2 separate regions of the Zea mays genome follow, and region 1 is linked to region 2. A link is a contact called in public Hi-C data. All regions are on one chromosome and are shown on one strand. Each heading gives the region's core, a stretch centred on a gene start, on an enhancer-like site or on the middle of the called end of the contact. The rest is flanking DNA. Distances are from core to core; before and after follow the strand shown. Region 1 holds the start of LOC103648291. Region 2 holds the start of LOC100283628.

Region 1 (6,085 bases), core at 3,043-5,542, 260 kb after region 2:
GAAATTGGATAAACAGCTGCTGCACTCGCAGGAACACCAGGAAAGGAATTCAGGCAGATTGAATTGGCATCAACAGACCCCTCACTCGCATCAGCTGTGCACACTACAACAAAAGGTGCAGCTGCCTTTTTCCCAGATTCATGGCATATGGTGTTCAGGTTAAATGCATCGGCATCTACATGCCCCTCTCTACCAACAGTCCTGCTCACTACATCAAAAGGTACATCATTATTTTTTCTAGACTCTGCAGCCCTAGGAGCAGCAACTGGGTAAATCTGTGGCATATCTGAGCAATGAAGAGAATGCGAATTAATATTAGAATTACTACCTTCATTAAGTTGAACCATAGAAGCCAAGTAAGAAGAAGGCCCACCGGTCCTAGAAAATTCACCTCTCTTTTGTGCAGTTTGCTTGGCGTTCAGAATAATTGTGCCTTCAGCCTCTGTCCACTTATTATCATAAACGACCCCATGCGCAACAGCAGTTGGTGCTGCAACATTCTCCCTAAAAACTGAAGACCTATTAACAGCAACTAAGCATTTTTCTAGCGCATCTGAGCAATCAAGAGAAGATGTATTAATATGAGGAATAAAACTTTCAGTACTTTGAGCCAAAGAACCAAAGTCAGAAGGCACACCGGTTTGACGAATATCACAATTCTGCTGAGTAGCATGTTGGACATTAGAAGAATTATCAACTTTGCTACCGGACACATCTTTCATCACAGTGTCCCTGGTGGTATCATCAAACTTAGGCTGGATATCATCGAGCCCATCAAAATCCTCATCCTTGGATTCAAAATCATCATCTTTCTTATCAGAAGGGTAATAATATTCTGACCAAACTCCATCTTTGCAAACCTTATCAATTTTAAAGAAAATTTCATACAAGCCTTCCCCGACCACTATGTCAACCGATTCTGGGATCTTGTCGACGTTTGTTACACCAACTAAGAGCCGAACAACACCCATCTGTTTTGTATATCTTAGATCGACTTTCTGGGTAGCACCTATAATGGTGCCCACCGCCCAAAGAGGAAGAAAAGATCGAATTTCATACGGCACTCCGTAGATATTGACCCAAGCCTTTTCCAAATGTTGAACGGGCTCTATTTTCTGCTCAAGTTCTTGAATGACCATTATGCTTTTACCATCTACAGCATGAACAAATTTCATGGCCACCATCCGTTGTAATTCGACTTTGGACGGAAAAGGTACAACGAAACCATTCGCATGACTTTGGACAGCCCAAGTCCATCTCACCGGAATGAGACGAGCCAACTCAGACTTTACTAACTCTGCCGTAATGGTGCCTTCCTTGGCAGTGATAAAAGCAGTTGAACTTTCTTTCAGCGGGATCAACCCCTTTGAACCAAAGTTGGGAATTTGAAAGAACCCAGATTCACCACTCCCAAAACCGCAAAGAATGGCATGGGGTTTAGGACCATTGTATACCTGACAGTCAAGCGGCACATGGTCTCCCTCACAAATCTCACAGCAGAGATCCTCACGGCGTTTCTTGCCCTTGCCATCAGCCAGGGCGCCGTCATCTACTGTGTCTGCTGCTCTCTTTTTAGCATCTTCATCAAAAGCATTGGATGACACGACCCCTCTGCTCGATTCAGGCATGTCTCGGATGACTCTTCTATCAGATTCCAGAAACGAGCGCCCACCAAAGCGCCCACCACGGCCACGCCATGAGCCGCGACCACGATCAAGTCTGGGGCCCCGACCACGCAAAGCCCGACGATCCACTGTTTGGAAGCGATCCAAGGCCGAAGCCCTGACGAAGACGCAGAACTGCCTGCAACACGAACGGGAGTACTTACCTTAGACGATCGACCATGTCGTAATCTCCTGCAGACGACCCAACCATCGCCGCCGACTGAAGCCACCATATCCCTGCTACCTCGCCGCGGTTTGCTGCTTCAGCAGAGAGCATGTGCATTGCAGCCTTCAGCTCTTGTCACAAGCACACCTACCCTACCCTGCTCTTCTCCTCGTCTCCGAAGCCGCGGTTTGCTGCTTGCATCTCTCTCTAACGTGAAGGTTTCTGAACATTAATATAATGTATATCACCAACCTAAATATGATAACAAGACAGTTGTATGGAGCATTTGTGTTTCCAATATAATATGTCATAAAATTACTTGGATACCATATATATACTTCAAGATGGAGGGAGTATATATAAATACATGAGAACACACAAATAATGTATCGATCTATATATGATACCTCAGATATTCCCATTGGCTGTTGATTTGTGGCCTGAGTTTGTAGATGGATTTTCTATGTCACGCACTGTGGACATTCCTATCTAGAATGCCAGCGTGGGTGAGCAACGCCCACCAGTGTGTTATGAACTCCCCTCCATTTGCCAGTGCCTCGATGTGCTCCTTCACATTCTCCGATGGCGCGATGTAGAGCAACATCTCTGACCAGAAATCCGCGAGCACCTTCCAACACCTGTCACACTCCATCTCCTCGAGCTGCCTCGCCAGCTTCACCCCCCTCCGGAGGATGGATAATTCTGTTTCTGTTGATTCAGGCAAGCTTCTCAAGGCTTCATACCCGTCTTCCACTCCCCGCAGAAACTGCGCGGCCTCCACTGCGACTGCATCAAACACAAGGCTAGAGTCATAGTGGTTCCCAGGAAGCAACTTTGGTGCTGAGACCACCAGGTACGCACAGTACTTGGACAGTATGGTGGCGACGTCAAGGTGCGACTTGAGTGCTCCTCCAACTCTAGGAGAAAGACATTCCAATGTGTGTCTGATTCTCCTTGTCCAGGTAGCAATTGGTGCCTGCTGGGTCTGAGAGGAGCATATTGTGCCTGCAAGCCCACAAGAGGTCAGGCACCTCATTGCACACTAACGACGACTCTCCATTCGCTAGGACACCCTGTGTGCGCTGGAGGGAATGGACAACTGCCTTCTTTATTTCTACTGGTATCTTGATAGCTGCAGGTTTCACATGTACCTTGCGGATACGTTGTGCGTGAACACTATCTTTGTTTGTGTCACAGAGGTACCCAAAGTCTGGAGCCACTACAAGACTGCAATATCGACGAATAAAAGCTACCAGTTGCCTTTCGGAAGTTATTTATTTCCTACGGTTTGTTATAAAAGCTGTAGGAAGTTAAAAAACCGTAGGAAGTGTATGTTTTTGGTGTAGTGTCTAACGCTACCTCGGGGTTTGAAGTTGTGCTTAAATTTGTAAATTTTGTATTTCGCCTATTCACCCCTTCTAGGTAATTTTCACGTATTCTACCTCTTCACCAATCATATGCAGCACCGGCGCACGAAGCATGTGGAGATGGACCTCCACTTTGTCCTCGAGCGTGCCACTGTCGACAATGTCCGTGCTCTGCGTGTCCCGACAAATTCGTAGTTTGCCGACATCTTTACTGAGGGGCTCCCATCCATATTGTTGTCAGAGTTTCGATCTAGTCTCATATTTGTACAAAATAGAGTTGTGACTGCAGGGATGTTAGTGTATTATGTGCGTTACATGGGCCTTGGCCCATATACTTTGCCATATATTAATATATCTCCTGCCTAATTAGGGTTAGGGTTTCACTCTCGAACGGTGCATATTTGATTTTGTGTTTTAGAGCTCATCAGACAGAATGCCAATGCTACCCCAACGTTTGATATATAATCAAATGAACACTGCAGAACAAAATGGACCGCATGTTTAACTTCATGAGTAAAAAAAGGTCTGGAGCAATGTTTTAAACCACCTAGCTTCAGTATTAACTCCTATCAAAGATAGACATGTTCCAAACAATAGAGTTGGTGGTCTCACAGACAGAGCTATCACACACTTCTGTAACACAGTTACAGAACTGAATGGCGTCGTTTCATTCAAGAGAAAGAAACACAGGAAACGGTAGTTTCAAGAAAGAGGCATATGCAAGCACAAGAAGAAATTTAAATTCCGAAACTGTAGCAAGAAAGCAGCTTCCCTCATCACGATCAATTATTGCAGAAGAACATAATCGTTTCTTTTTCTTAGAGGGCAAACAAGATCGAGATGTAATTTCCTCTGGTCAGTCACAGCTACATACCGTGCAGTTAGCCATCCCCGGGATGGGTCGACGAACTGATCTCCCTTCCTACCTACCTCCTAAAGCCCTGTGTGCTCCAGATAGCAATGTGCTCTCTGGCTTCGTAAAGGACACACTTTATACAAGCGCCTACTGCAGCAGACACAAAGTCAAGTCAGCTGCTCCAAGGGTGTTATTTGGATCCTATAGCAAGCACAGGGGCGAAGCTACTTTGTTTGTAGAAACGTCCCTATCTTCTTCTATAGAAAAATGGTTCCCACTGGATGGATCCTAGCAAGCAGTGGCGAATCTGGCACATGACGTTTAGTCTCCTGAGCTAAACGGCAAGCGCGGAGTCGTTTTCAGTGAAATGGTGGTGCCGGATTCTCTGAGCAAACATTTTTCTTGGATTGGAGGTGGGATGGAATTTATTCTTGTGTGGTGCCAGATTTTCAGAAATTTACTGCTGAAACAAAGAGACCCCAAGTCTAAGTATTCATTCTCCTAACAATTGCTATAAAGAGCTAGTCGAATCACAAGATGTGCATGCATTTTTAAATCTAATGATCGAGTATATATAAAAGGAAGCTTATATTAATTTTTGTAAATGAAACAACAATCGAAGATCATAGCATCTAGTAGCTAGATCCCGAGTACACATCATTCAAGTCAAGATGCAAGCAAAAGCCAAAAGGAACAGGGAATTAAAAGAGCAGCTAAATTAAGCTAGCTAGCTACTAGCATGTGATTCCTGCGCACATATCACGAGGCACGCAAGCTTCGAAATCGCTGCCATCGCCGGGCACCAGCGTGCAGACGTTGTTATCAGGATCACAGCAGCGTCCTACAGGACCATGAAAAGGGAAAAGACCGCATCCGGTGCAGCAACTGCCAATAATCATGGGTGGCAAGCAGTCGTCCTCCTCCTGCTGCAGAAGCTTTCTGATCACCGCCGTGGGCGTGGGCGGAGCCAGATGGACGGCGGCCGCCGATGACAGGATCGTCACGACCATAACCACAGCCGCCACAGCCTTATTACCTACAGCCATCGTATCTCTCTATATATCTCGTTTCTTTGCCTGCTTTTGCTGGCTAGCTGGTTCCTCTCCATGCACTGCTCTAATAAGCTACTTTATATATAACCACCCCTGATCTATGCATGTACGATCAACTTGTCCAGCGACCAAGGGAATCTGATTAACATCTCGTAATAATACAATACAATATTAATACAATACAATACAATATAATACAGTAGTATGAGTACGTATTATGGTGATGATCTGAACATGCATGCATGTTCTGTTAGCCTGCTGTCTGTCTACTACAGACGCTGACTTATACATGGCCCTTTCGTGTGGTTCAAGAGGCAAACAATGCACGCACCCACATGATGAAACAAAAAAACAACACAACAAAGGCATGATTATTGACGCAATAAATTATATAGCTTAAGAAAACAGGCAATAAATGATTATTACTAGGCAACGAAATAAATTTTGACAATGATGACAATACATAAGAGTTCCTTGCTTGCTTGTTCGGATGCTAGTTTTTTTGTAGGAGGCACTATTCCCTTTTTGTATAGTCGAGGGAGTACGTAACTGGGTCACTGCATTAGGCTAGAGCAGGCCATTTGAGTAAGAAATTCGGCCTTTTGTATGACTCAGCCCACTAGCCCAGCCCCGGCAAAGCCTCACATCCATCCGGAGGGCGCAGCCCGTCGCTCCTTCTCGCCGGTCGCCGCCGCCCCCCTCTCATCGTCCAAGGCTGCCTCCATGCACGCCGCCGCCGCCATGCCCTCCCGCTGCTGGTCCAGACTCCAAAGCCCTCACTCCTCCCGAGCGAACACCCAACTCACCCCTCGATTGCTGTCTGTCCTGTTTCTGTTTGGAATGCCGCTTCTTTGGCTGCTTCCATTCCATGGCGGAAAAATCGCAGCCTTTCTGGATTTGCATCGGTTATCTCTTTGCCTGTGCGGGTGGAGCTAAGCTGCCCACGTCCTGCACGCTGTCCCCGTCTCCCCGACGGATAC
Region 2 (6,683 bases), core at 2,167-4,666:
AGCTCCATTGCACACAAAAGACCTCAAAAATCTATATCCATGCATCCACATGCATGGTTTTAGAAGTGGGATGATTCTGAATGCATTTGTTTGGCTGACTGTTGCAAAGTTTAAAGTGATGCTTTATATAGAGAGGTATAGATGCCGTTTTGGAACCACAGGTCAAGTTTTTTTTTATGACACCACACAACACGTACACGCAGTCAGCTAGCTCGCCCAATATATATATATATATATATATATATATATATATATATATATATATATATATATATATATATATATATATATATATATATATATATATATATATATATATATATATATATATATATATATATATATATATATATATATATATATACAAGCAAAGCAGGTATAGCTAGGGCTGGCATGCATACATTTCCCTAACAAAACTTATCTCCTAGCTAGCTAGATGCATGGATATTCCAGCCCCATATTGCATATGCCATATTAATTGGAATGATGTCACTGCTCTGCCCTGATGACCTAACAACACAAATGCGATCGAGGCAGCTAATAATGCTCCCTATCCATCTTCAAAGGCCGGGCCGGGCATATTCTCACATTGCCGTGATGACCAAATTCGGGCGATGCGTGCGATGAACGTCAGAGATCTTTCTCGAGCGTCACCAGTCATTTGGAATCAAGTTTTGATCCAGCCCTACAACAACAGTTTACACTATGGAGTATATACCAAGAAGATACTTAGTGGGTGTTTGGTTTATAGGGACTAAACATTAGTCCCTCTACTTTATTCCATTTTAGTTCATAAATTGTTAAATAGGGAAACTAAAATAGAGTTTTAGTTTCTATATTTAGTAAATTAGGGACTAAAATGGAATAAAATTGAGGGACTAAAAATTAGTCCCTAGAAACCAAACACCCCCTTAGTTGGGCTTGGCCTGCTAGCTAGCTAGTGTAGTGTAGCTAGGTTAAAACCGTTCTTATTAGATAGAGGTGTGCATACATGAAGAAATATTTGTTCTAGTTAAAAAAAATAGAAAAGCGATCGATGTAATTGACGAATTAATATTTAGATACTTGACCATGCATATTGCTACGACATATATATAAGAAACTAAATATATAGTGTCACTTCCAATTACTTCATAGAAGGGGCATGATGACCTCTACCAAACACGAACTAAATACCATTACATCAAATTTGACCTTCTTGATTTGAAATTTTCCTAAGAAACGGCTAATATATATGTCACTGGAAATGTTTATAAAAAAATTAGCCAAACCTTTATTACAAGAGAAAATACAGTACTAGATTTAAATTATCCTAGAAACACAATAGGTTTCCCTATACAACAAATTATGGACTAATTCTGTAAAAGATTGTTCTTTTTTCCTAAAATGAAGACAAAAGCTTCATGTAGGTTTTATTATGAGTAAAAAAAGAACCAAGTTTCATCCAGATTTTGAGACGAAACCGACCCCGGAAACCAGCTAATACGTCTTTGGACTTTGTTTATCACAAGAGTAGATTTAGTACTAAATTAAAATATTCTACAAACACAAGATATTTTCTTGTATGATAAATATCAAGAGGTTGTTTTTTCAAAATGGTGTCAGAAGCTTTGTTTTATTAAGAGTGAAAAAAGAACCATGCATGATCCAGGTTTTGAGATGGATCGGAGCCCGAAAACCAGGCAATACATCTTAAAACTTGTTTATCAAGTGTTAGCAAAACTTTTATTACAATATAAAGTATATGGCACTAAATTAAAAATATCCTACAAACATAAGGGGTCTTCGTACATGACAAGTAATGTACTAAATTTCTAAAGGGCTATTTTTTAAAAACAATGGTATAAACTTCATCGTAGCTAGTTTTTTATTAGAGTTAAATGGAACCTAGCTTGATCTAAGTTTTGAGAAGAAACCAAGATGGAATTTTTTTATTAGGAGTAAAAAAGAACCAAGCTTAATCTTTATTTTATTTTATTAGGAGTAAAAAGAACTAAGTTTGAGGTAATTTTTAGAAAAATTTGAGCCTAAGAAATATCTAACATTGGACTTGCCTACAAAATTTTAGCTAAACTTTTGTTACAGAAGGAAATATAGTACAGAATTAAAAATATCCTAGAAACGCAAGAGGTTTCCCTATACAACAAGTTATGTACTAATTATAAGATTGTTCTTTTCCAAAAATATGACAAAAGGTTCATGCTATATTTTTATTTTGGTAAAAAAACCAAGATCCAGGTTTTGAGATGAAACCGAGCTCGAAAACCGACTAGTACACCATTGGACTTGTTTATGAAAATTTTAGCTGAACTTTTATTACAAGAGTAGATTTAGTACTAAATTAAAATATTCTACAAACACAAGGTGTTTCCCTGTACGAAAATTCTAGTAGCTAAACCTTCGTTACAAGAGAAAATATAGTGTTGAATTAAAAAATATCCTAGAAACCCGAGAGGTTTCCCTATACAACAAATTATGTACTAATTCTGCAAAAGATTGTTTTTTTCCAAAACTATGACAAAAGCTTCGTGGTAGATTTTTAATATGAGTAAAAAAGAACCAAGTTTGATACAGGTTTTGAGACGAAACCAAGCCCGAAAACAGTCTAATATGCCATTGGACTTGTTTATGAAAATGTTAGCTAAACTTTTATTACAAGAGTAGAATCAGTACTAAATTAAAATATTCTACAAACACAAGGTGTTTCCCTATACGATAAATCTTTAAAAGATTATTTTTCCAAAAACAATGGTAGGAGCTCTGTCATAGTTTGTTGATTTGAAGTAAAAAAACCAAGCTTGATCCATATTTTGAGATGAATTTGATCCCCATAACCAGGCCATCAATGCATCTTAAGACTCGTTTATGAAATGTTAGCAAAACCTTTATTACAAGAACAAGTATATAGCACTAAAATTAAAATATATTACAAACGCAAGGGGTCTTCCTATGTGACAAATAATGTACTAAATCTGTAAAGGGTTGTTTTTCTGAAAACAATGGTAGAAGCTTCGTCATAGTTTTAAATTAGGAGTAAAATGGAACCAAGCTTGATCTAGGTTTTAAGAAGAAACCAAACCCGAAATCAAGCTAAAACGTCATCTGACTTGTTTAAGAAATGTTATCCAACCTTTATTACACATAAGAGCAAATGTACTACTCCTTCAGTTCTTTTTTATTTATCGTTGTTTAGTTCAAAAATGAACTAGTGAGCGACAAATATTCGAGAACAGAAGTAATACTAAATTGAAAATATCCTACAAAACACATACGTAAGAGTAGATATAGCAGTAAATTTACAATATACAACAGACATAAGGGGCTTTAGTGCAAATATTCCATGGACGTGAAAACTCGTCCTTGTTGGCTGCGAGATTCTATCACTCCTCCCTCGTCTCCAGTTTTTTCCCTCGTCTGCTATAAATGGAGCTCACCTTCCACGACCTCTGGCAGTTCCCATCCGCCGCCCGCGCACTTGTTCCTTCCGGCACAGCACACAGGACACCGTAGACAGATTCATCGCGACGATGGGGCTGGACGTCGTGGAGATCGGGATGGGCGCCGATTTGAGCCTGGATCTGAGGCACTTCGCCTCCAAGGCCGTGCGGCAGAGCAAGGACTACGCGCCGGCGCCGGCGCCGGACATGGACGCCTGCATCCGCCGCCTCGAGGAGGAGCGGGGCAAGATCGAGATGTTCAAGCGGGAGCTGCCGCTCTGCGCGCGCCTCCTCGCAGACGGTGAGCACGCACGCACCTACCTCTTCCCCTATTCTTTCCCCACCTGTGATTCATTTTCCTCTTGCTTCTTTTTCCATTTTTGGGATGCGTTTTTTTTATGCGGCGATGCGTTGGCGTGTGCGCAGTGATCGATGTGATGAAGGAGGAAGCGGGGAAGGCGGTGGCGGAGGAGGACGGCGCCGCCGGGGACAAGAGCAAGTGGATGAGCACGGCGCAGCTCTGGACGGGCGATTGCGGCCGCGAGGACGCGGAACCAGAGGTACGGCACGATTCGGGCGTCGTTTCGATCCGTGAACTCTGAGCACGTTGGTGGACGGTGGTGGGCGGCGGACTAAAAGTTTGGAGCTTTGCGATCGCAGAAGCAAGACAAGGAGAGGAGCTCGCCTGAGGCCAGGTCTCGCGCCGCCGGCGGCGCTTTCTTGCCGCTCAAGGCTGCCGTGGGCTCCGGCGCGCCGGCGTTCGCGCCGCTCGGCTTGAGAATGGACGACAAGGCCGCCGCGCGCGCCGGGATGCCCGACCTGTGCTTGCTGTCGCCGCCGGCGACCAAGAGCGCCGCCGAGGAGAGCCGACGCCAGGTGGTGGGGTTTGCGCAGGCGGCGACGAGGGCGGCCGCCGCCACGGCGCCAGCTGCCCCTTCGCTTAGCGTTGGCGTCCAGTCCCCGTCGCAGCAGGCGAGGAAGGCTCGGCGTTGCTGGTCCACGGAGCTGCATCGCCAGTTCGTCGCCGCCTTGAACCAGCTCGGTGGCCCCCAAGGTGAGCCTTGCTCTTCAGATGCAAATTATTTCTTGCCGGTTTTGGGCGGCCTGCAGCGTGTTCTTACCTACTTGCTTGCCTGCCGTATTAGATACGTAGAGTTGGAATTAACGAGTTCATTCATGTCTGATTGTCTGCACTGCAGTTGCCACCCCAAAGCAGATCAGGGAGCTGATGAAGGTGGACGGCCTCACAAACGACGAAGTGAAAAGCCACCTTCAGGTTAGCAATCCAGCAGCAGCTTCCCCTTGACATGACATGACATGCATCCATCTCATTCTCATCTCCGGGAGATGACGATTCAATTCACTGCCCTTGTTTAATTTGTTGTGAAATAAATAAAAAAAAAAGAGGATGCTGACATGGATCTGTCTGATGATGGTGTTGGTTCTTCAGAAATACCGGCTGCACAACCGGAGGGCGCCAGGGTCCGGCGTGGTGAGCCAGCCCATCGTGCTGGTGGGAGGGCTGTGGATTCCGCAGGAGCAAAGCAGCTCGCAGTCCGGGTCTCCCCACGGCCCGCTCCACTTCTCCACCTCAGGCATCGCAGTCTCGTCGGCGGCCACCGTCAGCTGCGAGGAGGAAGACGGACGGTCCGAGAGCTATGGCTGGAAATGATGGAGAGGCTGCTGCTGCTGCTGCTGCTGAGAGGGGAGCTGCAGCCTCAGGAACGGGAATCATCAGGAGGGAAACTGAGAGTAGTGTAGCTGTCTGTACACATACATAGTTACATTACATTACATACAGGGAGTGAGGGAGATCGGGCCTTGAGCGCTCGAGACCAAACTGATGCTTCGGGTTTGTACATCCCAAAGAGATGAGATGATACAGTTTTGCGGCTAATCCATGTTTCGGGCTTTTTTGTCACCATCTTCAGTTCTTCTTTTCGTTGAATAAAATGTGTGTCGAGGAATGAACAGTCCATTTAAGATTTTGCATGTGCAGCAGTAGTAATAAAAAAAATGTTTTTGCTGTTGGTCACCGAATGAACAGTCCAGCTGCTGAAATGTTGCAGAGTTCTAGCATTGAATAGAAACTTTGGATGCTGTCCTCGGAACTTGGGGCCGGGTGGTCCAGGCTGAAATCCTGATAACGATTAACCAACCAACATGTCGTTCATTATCCTGTTCCCCATCATCAACAGCACGTTTCTGTACTGTACTCTGTAGTCTGTACCAGTAGCAGCATGCAGGCCTCCTTCATCTGCTGAACTGAACTGACAGCAGAATGCTAAAGAAGACACGGGCACGGCAGCAGCCTTTCTGTTCATCTGCTGCCCCCAACCGTCCGCACAGTCGCACGCCAAGAACCTCACCGTTGCCGACGGCGGGCGTTCTTGGCATGCAGATGCAGGCCTCCTTCCTCTGCGACTCCCCCGTGCTGCAAGCGGCAAGCCTGCATGCAGTGCACGCTGCCGGGGGTGGCGGCATTAACAACTCCGGCGTCCCTATCGCTGGCTGGCGGTCAGAGTAATCTTTGTGTAGTGGCAACTGGGTCCTGCCTGCGTGCTCTTATCCACAGCGGAGCCGGAGGAGGATATTCTCCAGGCATTCTTCTGTCTCCTTCAGCGTGCGCCTACTTTGAACTTGTCTCTGTCTCTGTGTGTCTGTCACTCACCCTGAAAGAGAGAAGATAAGAGAGAGAAAGAGTGAAAGGCGGCTCGGTCCATGCATTAGCGTCTCATCAGTCCTTGGACAACTTATGTTATGTTGTTAGGTATAGTTCCTCGCATGATCATTTAAAGTTTGTCTAGTCAAGCTATAACTTTTTTTTAAAAAAAAACAACAGCTAGTTGTTGTGAGATATGAGCAGCTACAAAGCTTCTGTGTACGAATACGAATGGACACCACATGTCATTCACGGTTCACTCGACCAAGTCTCCTCTCTCACTGACACATGGAGCCACTCGTCATTTTCTTCCTTATTTCCCTCCTACTGACCAGTGTTCACCATTTCGTTTTTTTACCAAAGTTTGACTTTTGAATTTGGAACCGAAATTTATTAAAAAAAAACCAGAACAAATTCACATCTCGGTCAGCAGTGAAAACGGAAAATTTCACCAAATTTCAGTGTTCCCCGACGAGAAAGAAAACCCTGCGACTAACAAGCACACGCCGCTGCACAAATATATGGTTCTTAAGCCTCTTGTGAAGGTCTTGGTCCTCTAATTAATGAAAAAAAACATACATAAT

The links. A called contact is a pair of places that touch in the nucleus more often than the background predicts.
Region 1: a Hi-C map of leaf shows a contact between it and region 2, with 3 times the contacts expected there. The contact joins the promoter of LOC103648291 here to the promoter of LOC100283628 in region 2. A contact is called at or near these places in 2 of 25 Hi-C or Micro-C datasets (leaf and tassel).

Annotation. Positions count from the first base shown.
Region 1 is chr2:242,186,618-242,192,702 of Zm-B73-REFERENCE-NAM-5.0, forward strand. LOC103648291 reads right to left here and starts at 4,293. Exons shown (of 9, transcript XM_035965601.1): 1 at 4,072-4,293; 2 at 2,697-2,835; 3 at 2,238-2,616; 4 at 638-2,052; 5 at 374-553; 6 at 1-286. The coding sequence starts at 1,628. It overlaps LOC103648290, which reads left to right and starts at 5,482. Exons shown (of 5, transcript XM_035965603.1): 1 at 5,482-6,085.
Region 2 is chr2:241,925,956-241,932,638 of Zm-B73-REFERENCE-NAM-5.0, forward strand. It overlaps LOC100283628, which reads left to right and starts at 3,417. Exons shown (of 5, transcript NM_001156529.2): 1 at 3,417-3,738; 2 at 3,864-3,997; 3 at 4,098-4,491; 4 at 4,637-4,713; 5 at 4,888-5,399. The coding sequence starts at 3,528. The coding sequence ends at 5,109. It also overlaps a transcript of LOC100272789 not described here.